Regions from separate parts of the Columba livia genome. Here region 1 is linked to region 2. Evidence: chromatin contacts called from public Hi-C data. All regions are on one chromosome and are shown on one strand. Each heading gives the region's core, a stretch centred on a gene start, on an enhancer-like site or on the middle of the called end of the contact. The rest is flanking DNA. Distances are from core to core; before and after follow the strand shown.

What was found. Hi-C and Micro-C count contacts between places; a contact is called where the count stands out from the background.
Region 1: a Hi-C map of crop shows a contact between it and region 2, with 2.7 times the contacts expected there. The contact joins the promoter of NOA1 here to the enhancer-like site in region 2. A contact is called at or near these places in 2 of 2 Hi-C or Micro-C datasets (crop and liver).

Annotation. Positions count from the first base shown.
Region 1 is chr4:47,949,668-47,956,539 of bColLiv1.pat.W.v2, reverse strand. NOA1 (nitric oxide associated 1) reads left to right here and starts at 3,285. Exons shown (of 7, transcript XM_005510980.3): 1 at 3,285-4,440; 2 at 5,107-5,271; 3 at 6,132-6,328. The coding sequence starts at 3,285. POLR2B (RNA polymerase II subunit B) reads right to left here and starts at 3,417. Exons shown (of 25, transcript XM_065061503.1): 1 at 3,268-3,417; 2 at 2,946-3,018; 3 at 2,017-2,167; 4 at 929-1,041; 5 at 458-677. The coding sequence starts at 3,286.
Region 2 is chr4:47,907,693-47,914,940 of bColLiv1.pat.W.v2, reverse strand. SARAF (store-operated calcium entry associated regulatory factor) reads right to left here. Exons shown (of 6, transcript XM_065061547.1): 6 at 5,037-7,041. The coding sequence ends at 7,016. Among named protein-coding and RNA genes, the nearest start is that of LEPROTL1, 10 kb to the right of the region's middle. Within about 2 kb of position 4,345, at least 1 of the 3 cell types and tissues checked has an H3K27ac peak away from gene starts, as active enhancers do.

The sequences.
Region 1 (6,872 bases), core at 2,036-4,535, 43 kb before region 2:
CAAATAACTACCAGATTCATTGGTGAGATGGAGAGTATATGATTTGCAAAAGCTGAATCCACAAAAATGGAAGGAAGAACCTATTCTTATAATAGAATGCATCTACACAGCTGTGAATTAACTGGAGGAGGCTCTGAGTGAAGTATCTCATTTTACAGTGCATGCTGCTCTGCTGTGGTGAAAATGGAAAGGAAATTATCTGGAGTACTTAATGGCATTTAATGCAAAACAATTTATGAAAGTAAAGAAGGGAAATGTGCCTCAGAGAAGAAGAAACGGTGACTCTATGAAGTCCTAACAGAAAACTGAAAGCCTATCTTTCTACAAGATCACGAGCACGCACAGTAACTGTGATACATGGGAATAAAAGTGCTTATGTTCATGGCAAAGCACGTGGATACAAGTAACAGAACTTCCAGTGTTTGTAAAGATGGCTGTGCAAGGTATAACCCCTTACCTTTTCTGATCCATTGATGATAAAGTAGCCACCAGGATCAAGTGGGCATTCATTCAGTTCACAAAGATCACGGTCAGTTAAGCCATTCAGCAAACAGTATGTTGAACGTAACATAATAGGAATTTTTCCTATAAAAGTTTTCTGATGCTGTGTCTGTAACTGATCCTCCCCTTCTTTAATAACTGTTTTAGTTATATCCACATACAAGGGGGCTGAATACCTACAGAATAAAAACAGCATTGTGTTACCTGTCAGTTACTACTCCAGGTTGTACAGAAGGATAATGAACCAGTTGTTTGAGCACTCACTGGTAATATTAAAGCACATGTGGATTTGACAAGTAAAAATCAAAATTTGAATAGAGCAGTAACTATTATATTTTCAAGCCACTGCTAAATTGAAAAAGACTATCAATTAATAACACAGGGCCAGTCCTTCCTTGTGTTTATCCACTACAGAGTTTGTTCTTACGTAAGGTTTCTCAGTCTGGCTTCATTGGGCATCATAGGTGATGGTGCTCCATCTCTTTCCCAATGTGTAGGTTTGGAGAGGTAGATTTGTTCAAACTTCAACAGATACCGGGGCTGGAAAACAAGAAGACATTTACCTGTAATGGTAGAAACACCCACTTTGGTTGTTCAAGAGCAATCCTAGAGCTTAATACCCAATGCTGCCACATGTCCTCACCTTGAGGTGACAATCCCTTTTCAGATGACTACATTAAAAGAAAACACTGAAGAACTTTCACGCAGCGTGAACCTTAGATAATTGGCTCTCATTTAGAACATGGTGTCAATGGAAGATGATGAGCAATGGCACCCTTTGAAAACTTAGACCTAATTTTGGCCAAAGAAAGTTAACAAAGAACTTTTGAGCCATAAACTTTTCTGCCTAAGGCCACCAAGATGATCAGGGGGCTGGAACACCTCTCCTACGAGGACAGGCTGAGAGAGTTGGGGTTGTTCAGTCTGGAGAAGAGAAGGTTCGGGAGAGACCTTATTGTGGCCTTTCAGTACTTAAAGGGGGCCTATAAGAAAGGTGGGAACAGACTTTTTAGCAGGGCCTGTTGCGATAGGACAATGGGTAATGATATTAACTAAAAGATAGGAGATCCAGGTTAAGACATGAGTAAGACATTTTTTACAATGAGAGTGGTGAAACACTGGCCCAGATTGCCTGGAGAGGTGGCAGATGCCCTGTCCCTGGAGACATCCCAGGCCAGGCTGGACAGGACTCTGAACAACCTGATCTGGGTGAAGATGTCCCTGCTCATTGCAGGGGGTTGGATTAGATGAGCTGTGAAGGTCCCTTCCAACCCAAACTATTCTATGATAACAAAGCTCTTGTGTGTGTTTCTCAGCAGTACACCTGACTACCTCGAAACTCGGCCATGGTACCTCATAGAATCCATAGAGTCCATGCTTCTGTCCTACTGACTGCATGAGCAGTGTCATAACTCAGATGTATTTCCACCTCTTCAGATGAGGGTTGAATAAAACCCACCGAAAATCATTTTGCATTATAGAAACAAATCACCTCTGCCAGGGATCTACCCTTACCGGCTCTTCCACTTCTCCTGTGGCATGCTGGGCTTCAGCTTGTAAATCAATTGGTGGAGCATCTTCAACAATTCTCTGCACAGACATCTGAATAAACTCATCGAAAGAATCCAACTGTTGCCTGACTAGACCCTTTTCATCAAAATAGGAGCTGAAAAAAACAGTGCATTAATGAACAAGAGAACTTAGTTTAATTCATATACTTCATACATCGACAAGCTTAAGATGTATTAGGGATATGGTTTAGTGCTAGAGTTAGGTTATGGTTGGACTTGATGATCTTAATGGTCTTTTCCAAGCAAAATGATTCTATGATTTATTTCAAAACTTCAAAAAGTCACAAAATACAGTACAGAAGCAAATACATTCATTTTTCCCAAGGCATGAGTTTCAAACACAGATGCTCAAAAATGTTTAATGATTCTCTCACTACTTGAAGACACAGACACTACAAAGCGACAGACTTGCTGCCACCTCTTGGCTAAGCCACGAGTGTTTGCACAGTCTACCTTAAATTAGAAGGGAAACATGACACTTATACCTTGGTAAGAAGCTGCAGGTGCTGGATGTTCATGTCTTGCTATTAACATGTCTTGCCATTAACACAGTGAAATAGCTAAGTTTTGATTTCCTAATGCCACCATCAGCTGTGACAGTAATAGGCCCAATCATGTGCTTGATGCGGCACCAAACTCTCTTCTTCATTTAAAACAGTGCACCCCACTGGGGGTCAGTAGGGCTTCTTATATCTTAATGACAATCCTGCTGTTTCTGCTTAAAGCCCTTATGCTCTGAACATGCTATAACACCCAATTTAGCATAACCAAGCCTGCAGCTTCCTTGACATACAGCAAGCAATCCGCATGTCACCTGTAAGGCCAGGAGCACACATGCTAATGCATTAAAAACAGTGAGTTTTAATAAGTCACCTAATAACGATCCAGCAGGCTTCTTGCCACAAGTCGGGGGTGATTTCATCATCATCTTCATCATACTGCATGTCTGCCGGGGAAGCACAAGGAGTGAGCCGGGCTCCAGTCACCCCACTGTCCCCCTCGCCTGCTGAGGCGGGGCCGCCACACGGCGGGATGAGGGACCCTCTGGCACGCCAGCACGGCGCCCGGAACCCCCCATCCCCAACCCCGCCTTCCGCGGGCCCTGCGCACGTCCAACGGCTCCCCCGCCCCCCCTCACCGGGCTGAGACGGGAAAACGCCCCGGCGGGCAAGGCCCGTAGCCGCGGCGTACTCACCTTCGTCTGCGTCGTACATGATGGCGGTGGGAAAGGCCGCGGACGGCGGCGGCCGAGAGCGGGGCGAGGAGGGCGGCGAAGCTCAGCACCGAGCGGCTGCAAAGCGGCGGAGTGGCGCCTGCTCACGCTACGTGCGCCACCTCCCAGGAGGCAGCGGGAGCGGGACCGCGCATGCGCGGCGGCTAAGTCCCGTCCCCTCGCGTGGCCGCGGAAGTGCCGGCGCCGCCATGCTCCGCCTGGCCCCGGCGCTGCTGGCCCGGCTGGCCCGCGCCCGGCCCTGGGTCCCGGTGCGGCGGCGCGAGGCGGCAGCCAGCGGTGAGGAGGAGCAGTTCGTCTTCCTCGAGTACGAGCCGGAGCCGGGCGAGGCGGCGGCGGCGGCGGCAGCAGCAGCAACAGCGGCGGCGGCGGCCCGCCGAGAGCGGGAGCCGGGCAAGAAGCGGCGGGAGCGGCGCTCGGTGGTGGGGACGCCCGACCCCTCGCTGCCGCCGAGCGGCGTGAGCTGCTCAGGCTGCGGGGCTGAGCTGCACTGCCGCGACGGCGCGGCGCCGGGCTTCGTGCCGGCGGAGAAGTACCGGACTCTGTCGGAGGGCCCGGCCGGCGTGGCGGGGCTGCGAGGCGCCGTCTGCCAGCGCTGCTGGCTGCTGGCCCACTACGGCCGGGCCCTGCGGCTGCGGCTGCCGCCCGAACAGCACCGCGAGGTGGTGAGCGCCGCCCTGCGCCGCCCCCCCCGCCACGGCCGCGGGCCGCTCCTCCTCTACCTGCTCGACGTGCTGGAACTGCCCGACCCGGTGCTGCCGCAGCTGCCGGCGCTGCTGGGCCCCGATGTCCCCGCCGGCGGGCTGCTGGTGGTGGGCAACAAGGTGGACCTGCTACCCGCTGACTCCCCCGGGCACCTGGGGCGGCTGCGGCAGCGAGTGGCAGCAGCCTGTGCCGAGGCCGGGCTGCACGGAGCCCCGGTGGTGGATGTCCGCCTGGTGAGCGCCAAGACGGGCTTTGGCATGGAGGGCCTGATTAGCCGGCTGCAGCGTTCCTGGAAGTGTGCAGGTGATGTCTACCTGCTGGGTGCCACCAACTCGGGCAAGTCAACACTCTTCAATGCCCTGCTGCGCTCCGACTACTGCAAGTCCCGCGCCACCGACGCTGTCGACAGGGCCACTGTGTCACCCTGGCCAGGTCAGGGGCACCACTCTTCTCGTCACAGCAGGGGTCACGTGCGGTGTTGGGCAGTCAGAGGCCAGCTAGCCCCAAGCCTCCTGCAAAGCCACCCCTGGGGCAGGGGGATGTGTCACTCAGCGGGTGCCTGCCACCCTGAAGCCGCTGTTGTGGGCAGCGAGCTCCAGTGCTGCACTGTGCTTTGCATCGCCACCTTCCTCCGGCCAGCAAGGGTGAGAGGTACACACAGAGGGTGCTGCGCAGCTTGTAGCAGTGAGGGGGCTGGTAAACCAGAGCTAGGTGGTACCCAATCTGTGGTGCCCTCCAGTCTAGAGAAAACAGGAGGTGGAACAGTGAGCACCCATAAAAAGATCATAGGACAAACCAAGCTGCCTGAAGGTGGGGTTGCCTGAGGTGTATTAAGTCAGTCTTGGCACCACTTGGCTTTGACACCCATTTCATCAAACTGTAGGTGAGAGCAGGTCTCAGGTGGATGGATGCCTCATTTCCACTACTGCGCCTGGGGATGGTAGTACTTTATGACAGCAGCTGTAGTTCCCCCTCCAGCTTTGTTTTACTGGGTTTCACCCAAAAGTTGGAGAAGCATTTTTTTTTTCCTTAGAGCTTAAATGTGCCAGGCAAACAAATGTCCTCCTCAAACAAGTCTTCTGATTTTTTTTTTTCCAGGAACAACACTGAACCTGTTGAAATTTCCAATTATTAATCCTACATGTGACAGGATATTCCGAAGGCAGGAGAGGCTGAAAGAGGAGGCAACAAAAACAGAAGATGAGTTAAGCAGTGGAGAAAAGAAGTACCTTAAGCACCTTAAAAAGCAAGGTTATTTAGTGGGTGAGTATTGCTTGTGTAAAGGCGTTGCCTCTCTGCCCTGATGAAAATATTGCATTACACGAAGGACTGTTAACTCCTTAATTTGCTGTAGAATCCAGAGGGTTTTGGTGAGTCGTTTCTTCCAACTCTGAAAGAACTCATTTCCATTTAATTATGAGAGGAACTGTAGTAGCAATAAAAAATTTCCAAACTTGCATTCAAGCTATTTTGATCAGTTTTTATTCCTTGAGTAATGGGTGCAAGACCTCTAGCTCCTCTGTCAGTAGCATCATTAGTATTTCTTTTCAGTACTTATTTTTCAGCTGTTGTAGTACCATTGCAGAGGTTTTCTCTGTACAGTGCACCTCCCATCAGTATTTGGTGACCTACTTCAGATAGCTTAATAATTTAAAATGATGTTGCATTAGACACCGTCTCTCACTCCTGAAGGAAGAAAATGAGTTTTACTATTAAAGTACTGGGTTTTAGCTGCAAGCCACAGTGGTTTGCATCATTTTACCATATATCCAAAAAATGGAGTTGTCAGAAGATAGCTCTGATTTTTCCAACAATTCTGTGTTTGACAGTCCAAGGCACTGAAAACAGAAGGCAGCTTGCTTTACTGTAAAGTGGGAATAACGGGGTGCCTGTAATCTGATCCTTGCTAAGGTTTTGGAGCTTGAGGAGTGCTAAGCAAGAATTATAGAAAGGATTTCTTAGCATTTTAGCTTTTGAATCATGAAACTTTGTAGCCACATAGCATCTTTGTTACCTTTACATTACCAATGCGTGTCTCTTTTAAGCAAGGGAAGGGACAGATGTCCAATGAAGGAGAGGCAAGTTATTAAATTAATCACTGAAAATGTTTCATTTTAATCCAGGAAGAGTTGGAAGAACATTTCAACAGCTGAAGTCTAGCTCGGTGATTGACTTTGACCCTGACATGCTCTCGTACAGCATAGATGAAGATCCCAGAGATTCCCCTCGGAAGCATGAGGAAAGGGAAGAGTTCACACACAATGAAGTGAAGGATGCTCGCTGGTGTTTTGACACTCCAGGGATTATAAAGGAAAACTGTGTAGGTACTCTGTGGTGCTGTGTTTGGGGATGATGGGTTTGGGAGGACAGAACATCCTGTGCATGTGGGAGAGTATTTCTGCTGCAGTTCTGGGGTTAGGATTCTTTTGGTTTGGGCATTTGTGTTAAAATATGGTTTGTATTTACTTGGGAGGGGTTCATTGTGTTAATGCTGTTGCATTTCTGAGTAGTGCATACTGAAATCTTGCAAATAAACTGTACAACTGCGTCACCCAACTTCCTTAACATCTGAATGAAGGGAAGTAGGAAATAGTTCTATAAATAAGTTTATACCAGTATCATCCAAAGAAGTTTGCACTTTTTTAGTTCTGCCAGCCTACTGACAAAGGTGGAGCTCAGGAGGATAACCAGTGTTGTATAACTGAACCAAGACTTTGAGAAAGCATTCTCCTGAAGCTATTTGGATCTGCCATGTTCCTGTTAGTAGCTCAGATACCTCAGGCCCATCTCAGTGTTTCAGCAGAGCAATGACTCTGAAGCCAGGGCTGATGTTGTGCACACATCCAACAAAGAAGTCATATTTT
Region 2 (7,248 bases), core at 3,096-5,595:
GAAGGCACAAAGGCTTGAATGCAATAAGGGCAACTGTGTGTTCAAATCATTGCTCTAACAGCGATGCTGAATAAGGGGGTGGCAACTATTGTAACTTTATTATGAAGTTTGGTCTACATTTAAATGTTCTGCCAAGAACATCTATTGGGACAGGAATACAAAATACCCATGATCTTCTCTCCTTTCACCTGTACCAGCAAAAGCACTAGTGCAATTACAGGTACGCTGTTTGCAGAATTGGAGTACACTGTATTGGGAAAAGTGCTTTTCAGCTAGCATTACCTTTCTGTACTAGGAGGCTGTGCCAGGGGACTGGTCCTCATAGGTAAGGATGTAGGAGCTGTCATTCTGCCCCCAAGGAAAGCTCTGCCTACTCCAGTACCCTGACTGATGGGCACCATTAACCCTTCTGCTTCTGGAATTAAAGATCTGGGGATTTTTGACCCAGAAATCAAACAATGGCTCAATCACTAATGTGTTGACTTTCTGAAAAATTGCCTAATCCTTTCCATCTCATGTTTGTTTCTGGCCTTTTAAACATGCTGCAGTAAGGAGTTTCATAAACCAGAGGGCTTGTATTTTGAGGTGCATGTGTGTCTTAGCTGGCAAGATTGTGAAAATGTGTAGTTAGGCCATACATTTGGGAAGAGAGGAAGAGAAGAGTCAGGACTGCTGGACACAGCAGCTGAATGCACGCACTGTCTTCAGAAGCCACATGCAGGCTGGGGTATGCAGCTCCTTTAGAGTGCTGCAACCACAGTGCACAAGAACACCCTCCAGTATGTCAGCTGGCTTCACCAGAGCATCCTACATCTATTTTCAAAGGTCTCTGTTGCTGACCATTCCTTATCCTTCCTTCATTTGTCATTCCAGGGCAGGAAACATTCCTGCAGCTCAGCTGGGCCTCTCCTGCCATGCTGTCCAAAGGTCAAATACAATGTTCCTGCACCCACAGCCTCTTGGCTTGGAGGTCTGCCAAGCTGAGGCTAAGTGGTAGCACTCATTGCTTCATGAGGCCTCTCAGGTGCATGAGCAAACAAAGACTGGAGAGGAACAGATGCCTCAGTAGCACGATCAGGCTAGAAACGCTCACTGGCTCCTGTCTGGGACTCCTTGCTCTCCCCAGATGAATGCTGTCGGAGATGGTTTGTGTTGTGTTTCTCCCTCAGCTGCTGCAGAAAGTTCTGTTTCTCCATTATGCCCAAAGCAGCTTTGCAATGTAGAAGTATCTGTCCAAACCCTAATTTTTCTTTAACAGCTGGATCAGCTGATTCAAAGGGAATGTATTAATATCTCAGGTACAACTGGATTACTTGATTCAAATGTGGTCTTCCTCTCATTGCTTACATTTGTGCTGTTTCAGTTTTATACACATTCACTTAGTTACAGCCTAATCCCCAGCTTCTTGTTAAAAAGGAAATAAATCCTTCCACCTGTTATGAAGGAGAGCATGTAGAATTAACTGACCAAGCTTGCCAAGAGTCCAGTCCCACTGCCTTGTGACCCAGGGGGCCTGGCTGGCTTTCTTATAGTCACAATGAAGACATGCAATTTGCCTACATAAGAAAAACAGCACTTTACTGCTGACAGCAGGTGTCAGCAGCAGATGACAATTTGTGTTGAATAGCACCTCCTTGACCCAAAAGCAAAGACATAAACAAATTTCTGAGATGTTTCAGCCTACTTTGATTTTGACCTCAATTTCAGAAACAGCGCAGATCAGTTTGTTTCTGTCTAAGCTTACAACCACATGAACTTTTGCACTGATGTAACTTCACTCATTCCTGTTACCAATTCTTTGGAAGCTGTGTATCAAACCACAGAGAGCCTCAAACAGGTCTGACTTTACTGAATGTCAAGTCTGTTAGAGTTCTAAGTCTCCCACTCTCACTGGAGTGGTACAGAAACACTGGTGGTGTTATTCAAATCCACAGCAACAATAAAGTACTCCTCCTCCTGGGAAAACAATGTCAGTGAAGTATTCCCAGGATGAAGGTCAGCTCTGCAAAGTTCCTTCACCTACAACATTTTATTTTATTTGCTTCACCTCCAACATTCATGATGCTTTTTCATTTTCTCTTTTTTCCCCTCACCCATAATTGTCTTCTGCTCATTTAAGAAGATGTGATGCATTTGCAGCTGCTAAATGACAGGAAAATTACTACAGGAGTTGACTGGGAGATTTAATAACTCCCATTACTCATCAGCAGCAAAAGATTGCTGGAAATTCCAGTGCTGCCTCAATAAATGCCCACATGCTGATAACAAGGACAGAGGAGACCTACAGAAGATGACTTGCAGGGACCAGGAACCCAAGGGCAAGGGAAGTCAAGGCAAATCCAGTAAATGAGCAAAAATTCTCTGTGTGATAATTCAAGAGAACCTGGTCTTTAAGCTGACAGCGATTTTTCTCCACACAGCTTCACAGTGGACAGTTTCAAGACTGAATTGGGCTGAGACAGTCCTGAGAGCAAAAGGTGTCACTGTGTATCACTAATAATTGCCCTTAGGACTTCTTTAGGGATGCAGGACGAAACTTTCAAGCCCAGTAAAAAAGGCTGATACAACTGAGAGCCACCTAGTATTTCCTGCTGCTGTGTGAGAACAGCAAACAGAAAAGACATAGCGGGGCAAAGGCTCCACCTGCAACCCTGGCTTTGCTAGTATATGTGTAAACTTGCTGCCCTTTATCATGCTTGCTCACTGCTCTTTCCATTTCTGGCCTTCTCAGCTCATTCCAAGACACACTGCAGTGGGAAAGAAACACAGGTGCAGAATCAAGTCCCCTTTCTTGTGCTTGGCACTAGCCTTGTGGCATTTTCAGAAGCAGCTGATAACTGTGAACATACATCTACCTGCAGGATTTGCAATGGCATGCCTGCAGAGCGGCTAAATGAGCACATGCTAGGCCAGCTTCCTGCTTACACAAGTCTTAGTCATTGCTAAGGTAGGACGGAGAGGACGTTTTCAGGTCTTCTCCATGCTGCCAGTTCACCAGTCTGCTCCAGTCCCCAGCTGCAAATACTGCATCCTTGACAAAAATGCTTCTTGGGCAAAAGATTGAAAAAAGTTACTTTCACAGACATCCAGCCCAAAGAGGTCAATTTGCAGCCTGACAGTTTGCTCCCTTGACTTCATCTCAATCTACTCCAGTCATTCCTAGCTCAATGTACTTTTTGCAAGTGCTTGTCACTTCCTTACTGAAGAAAACATTGACACTCAGCAAGAACAGAAAGAACTATAAGACAGTGGGAGATAAGAAATACAGGCCACAAAAGGAGTCTGCTGATTGTTTTCATTAGCAGTGGCAAAACACAGCTGCAACAGAAAGGGAAAAGTCTGAAAGTGAAAACCACTGTTGTTGGACACAGTATTGGGAAAGCAAGAGAATCAGCTGCAGAAGAACATTTCAGCAGAATATGCTGAGGGATTTGGAGCCCCTTCCAGACAGCACTTAACCCTGAACAGCCCCAATAGGTATGGAAGGAGAACAAGGGATCTGACAATAAATTTCAGTACACAAAATGAGAGAATAGTACTGTCTGTTGGTACAGACTGAATCTCCAGGAGGGGGTTTGGGAAGGGTTTTTTTTTTTGGTGGTGGCTTTGCTCATATAGTTTAGTTTGGAGGCAGCTGGGCTGTTTCTGTACTAGAATTACTGGTTGATAGGTACTCTGAAAATATTAAAAACTAACATCAATTTGCTTTACTAAAGAGGGAGAAATACAACACTTGCAGTTGATGCTAAGTGGACAGTCTGCGTACAAATACTGCATTTGCAGCTTTTAGATGACTGTGCAGGCAGGCATCGCTTGCTACTTTATTCTGGCAATTTTTCTGTGCAACAACTCCTAGTTCTGGAAATGGTGCTGTCTGGCTTAATTTCCCTTTTAGAACATAGTGATATAAAGCAGTGATGATAGAAAAAAAATATATATATTAAAAAACTCCACAATGCTAAACACCAAAACATACCATCTCACCTGGCTAGTAAGTCTAACACACACCTTGCACCCAGAGAAAAAAGCAAGCTTCATAGCATGACAGTCTACAGACCCAGCCAAGATCTGACCTGGGAGCTGAGTCACAAGACAGACTGGCATAGAGAAAGCTTATCTCTGTTCATCTTTTATTCTTTCATCACATGCTTCAGGGGAAGTCAGCTGTAAAAACAGGAGATTCATTCCTGCAATGAGCTTTAGTTTTGTGTGAGGATGTAAGCCATGTCAGAGTATAAGCAGAACTAGTCCGTGGTGCCAAGTAGAATTGCAATTACCCTACAACAGCATTTAACAGTTTAAACATTTACATATCCCTTGCAACTATGAAGTTGCTGTGAAGATGTTGCCAAAACCCCGTCCAGGAGCAAAAAGGAAGACTCAGATCTTCCAGATCAGATGTTCAGGAAGGAAGCTCAAGGTCTCTCACAAGTATGAGCTCTAAGCTGCCCTCCACAAGTTATTTTCCTCCAGGAGCCTTACCAACATCCTTGATCTTTGATCAAGGAAACTTTGATACCAGAATTTGCAAGCCTCAATCTATCCCTGCATTACACTGCCGAGAAGTTGAACTGCCTCATCTGTGGGCCATGTCTCTGTTCAGCAGTGATGCTTTATAAGTAGCAGATTTGTCAGCTGCTGTCGCAGGGCTGAGTTTTGCTGTATCCACAACCAGGAACAGCAGCAGCGATTGTAACTTCTTTTGAAAGTTTCAGCTAATGACCTTGTAAACCAGGAACTCACCACCATAATAGAGCTGTTCTGCAGACTCAGATGTGAAACTCCAAGTTACAAGAAATCCTTCAATTCCTTACATGGTTCAGTATTTTGTTATTGAAAATCCAATACAGGAAATAACACTATTCCCAGTACCATTTTATTTTGTTGAAATAAAATATACAGCTTACCAGCTCTGCATCTGGGGGTAATGGCTGATATTACACCACCTTGGAAGTTGATGATGAGACATTGCCAAACTTGCAAAACAGAGTGCCATCCCTGCAGGCCTCAAGATGGTGCTTTAACGACAAAAATACTTGTTATTCATTTATTTCTTTATTTTATCAAAGGGAAGGGGGAAAAATATCCTACAAAGAGATTCCGAAACTACGGTAATTCATCAGGTTTATGCATCAAATCACATTCCATGCAGAAACGATAAATACAAGTTAAAACATTGTTCAAAACATTTCTTAACACATTATAATTTGAGAGCAAAGTTCAGCTTTGAACCACCCAGTTAGCAAAAATCCAGTTTCATTGTTATGTAATTAGTTGGTAAAGAAAGTATTGACTCTGACAAGTTTCAACTTGAGTACACTTCGAAATAAGTAAAAACTCCACATTTAAAATACATTATTTTGCTATGTTGGGTCAAAAATATAAGATTTATCACATGCTTTTCCTCATAAAAGGTAAGACTTTTTAACAGGCCAACAGTTACAGTCTTTGTAATTTCTCTGCTTTCTAGGTTGATCAAGCAGGCTATTAATGAAGGTGTTTCCCCCTCCAATCCTCAGGTGGTTCTGAGAAGCAAACAACTACTTTATCCTCAAGCTACCAATTTTATCAAGATTTTCACATTTTCAGCTCAAGTTCTACACTTTTTTTGGTAGGTTCTGTTGACTTCTTGTTGACACCACGGAAAAGCTGTGCACACCCGCACACCTCTAAGCTGTATTAGGACGGCCTCTGGATAAAAGCTGGTGGTCAACCAGCCCATTTTTCACTTTCCCCTCTCTCCTCTCCCACAATCCTGAGACATTTCTGTTTTTTCAACAATGCCTCTCGCAGGTCACAGCAAATCACACAAGAACTATGGGACACTTCTCAGAGCCCCAAAATATCACCACAAAACAAAGCAAGGCCTCTCTGCTCCCCACTCTTTGACAATATTTTGTTTTTAAAACGTACATCTGGGAAAGTTGACATCCCATTAGATATCAATCCCAAATTGACACCCCGTCCCATTTAAAATTAAAAATTTCCTTTTCTGCTTAGTTCCAGGGCCTGCTACATTCTAGAGATACTACCAGCTTTGGATTAAGAATGCCCCCTTCCCTTTTGCAATGAGCACCTTTGGTTTACTGTGTCCTGGACAGGTCATCTAGCAGGACAGACCATTCACATCAGAAGTTTTCAGAGCATTCCTAACATCCACCATTAAAATAGAAGTCTGGAGATGTTATGAGGGCAAAGTGTCCATAGCCACCTGAATTTAAATGACTTCAGTCTTCCAGGAAAAGGTCCAATTAGAGAAGGATTACCTTATCTCATTTCAGGTTATTTTATTTTTCATAATTTATACAAAAAATCCCCCAGGTTTGCACAGCCACTTGCATAAATCCTAAAACATAAAGCGTCCTCAGATCTGCAAATTTTGGCTCCAATAGTCACATAGCACAGATACAAACATTATATTAATGTTAGTCTCGCTCTTGTTTTGTTCTTTTCCACTAAGTAAAAACCCCAACATCCATCTGAGTAGCCGATTGCACTTACAGTAACGTTCACATGAATTTTACACAGACAAACAAAAGTAGTTTTGATGAGCAGCACCCCTTAAATATCAGGTGGATTCCACACGAGGCCTTTTAGATGCTGAACCACCAAGAAAAAAAAAGAACAAAACCTCAGAAATTCTGGATTAAATGGAACTGAGCCCAGAACATGAGTAAGCTACTTGCTTTGAAAATCTAGAAAGGCTACCATTGCCATAATCCCTCAAGCATAGACAGACACATATAGGCACTGTAACCTCGTTCTTCTTAACTCGGATGAGTTTATTTTGGATCTTATGAGAAGCTTCTGTTGTAAAATAGTGGATGTTCCAGCAACTGTAACACCCTAAACAAGAGTAAGAGTCTACACTTCCCTGGGGAAAGAGAGGAATTCTTTGCCTAGTCCTTCACACCTCTTCTCATATCCACTTCTGAAGCATACTACTAAAAAACCCAAAGTGCTAACACACAAGAAGGTTTAGTTCAATCACTCATATATAGTAACATCACGGATTTCATCTTCGTTTCGTGCCCCCAAAGCCTGCAAAGGAAAAAAAAAAAAGTGTCAGTTCTACCACATCCTTTCCACTGGGCTCTCCCCAGTTCTAAAAAGGTTAAAGGTGGTTCATGAGGTGACTTAAACATATTCACATAAAGTAGAACAGCAAACAACTGTTGAGCTGACTGGCCTGAAAAAATATTCTATTCTTGCAGATTAGGCAACCTGCTCCATACAAAGAGAAGAGCA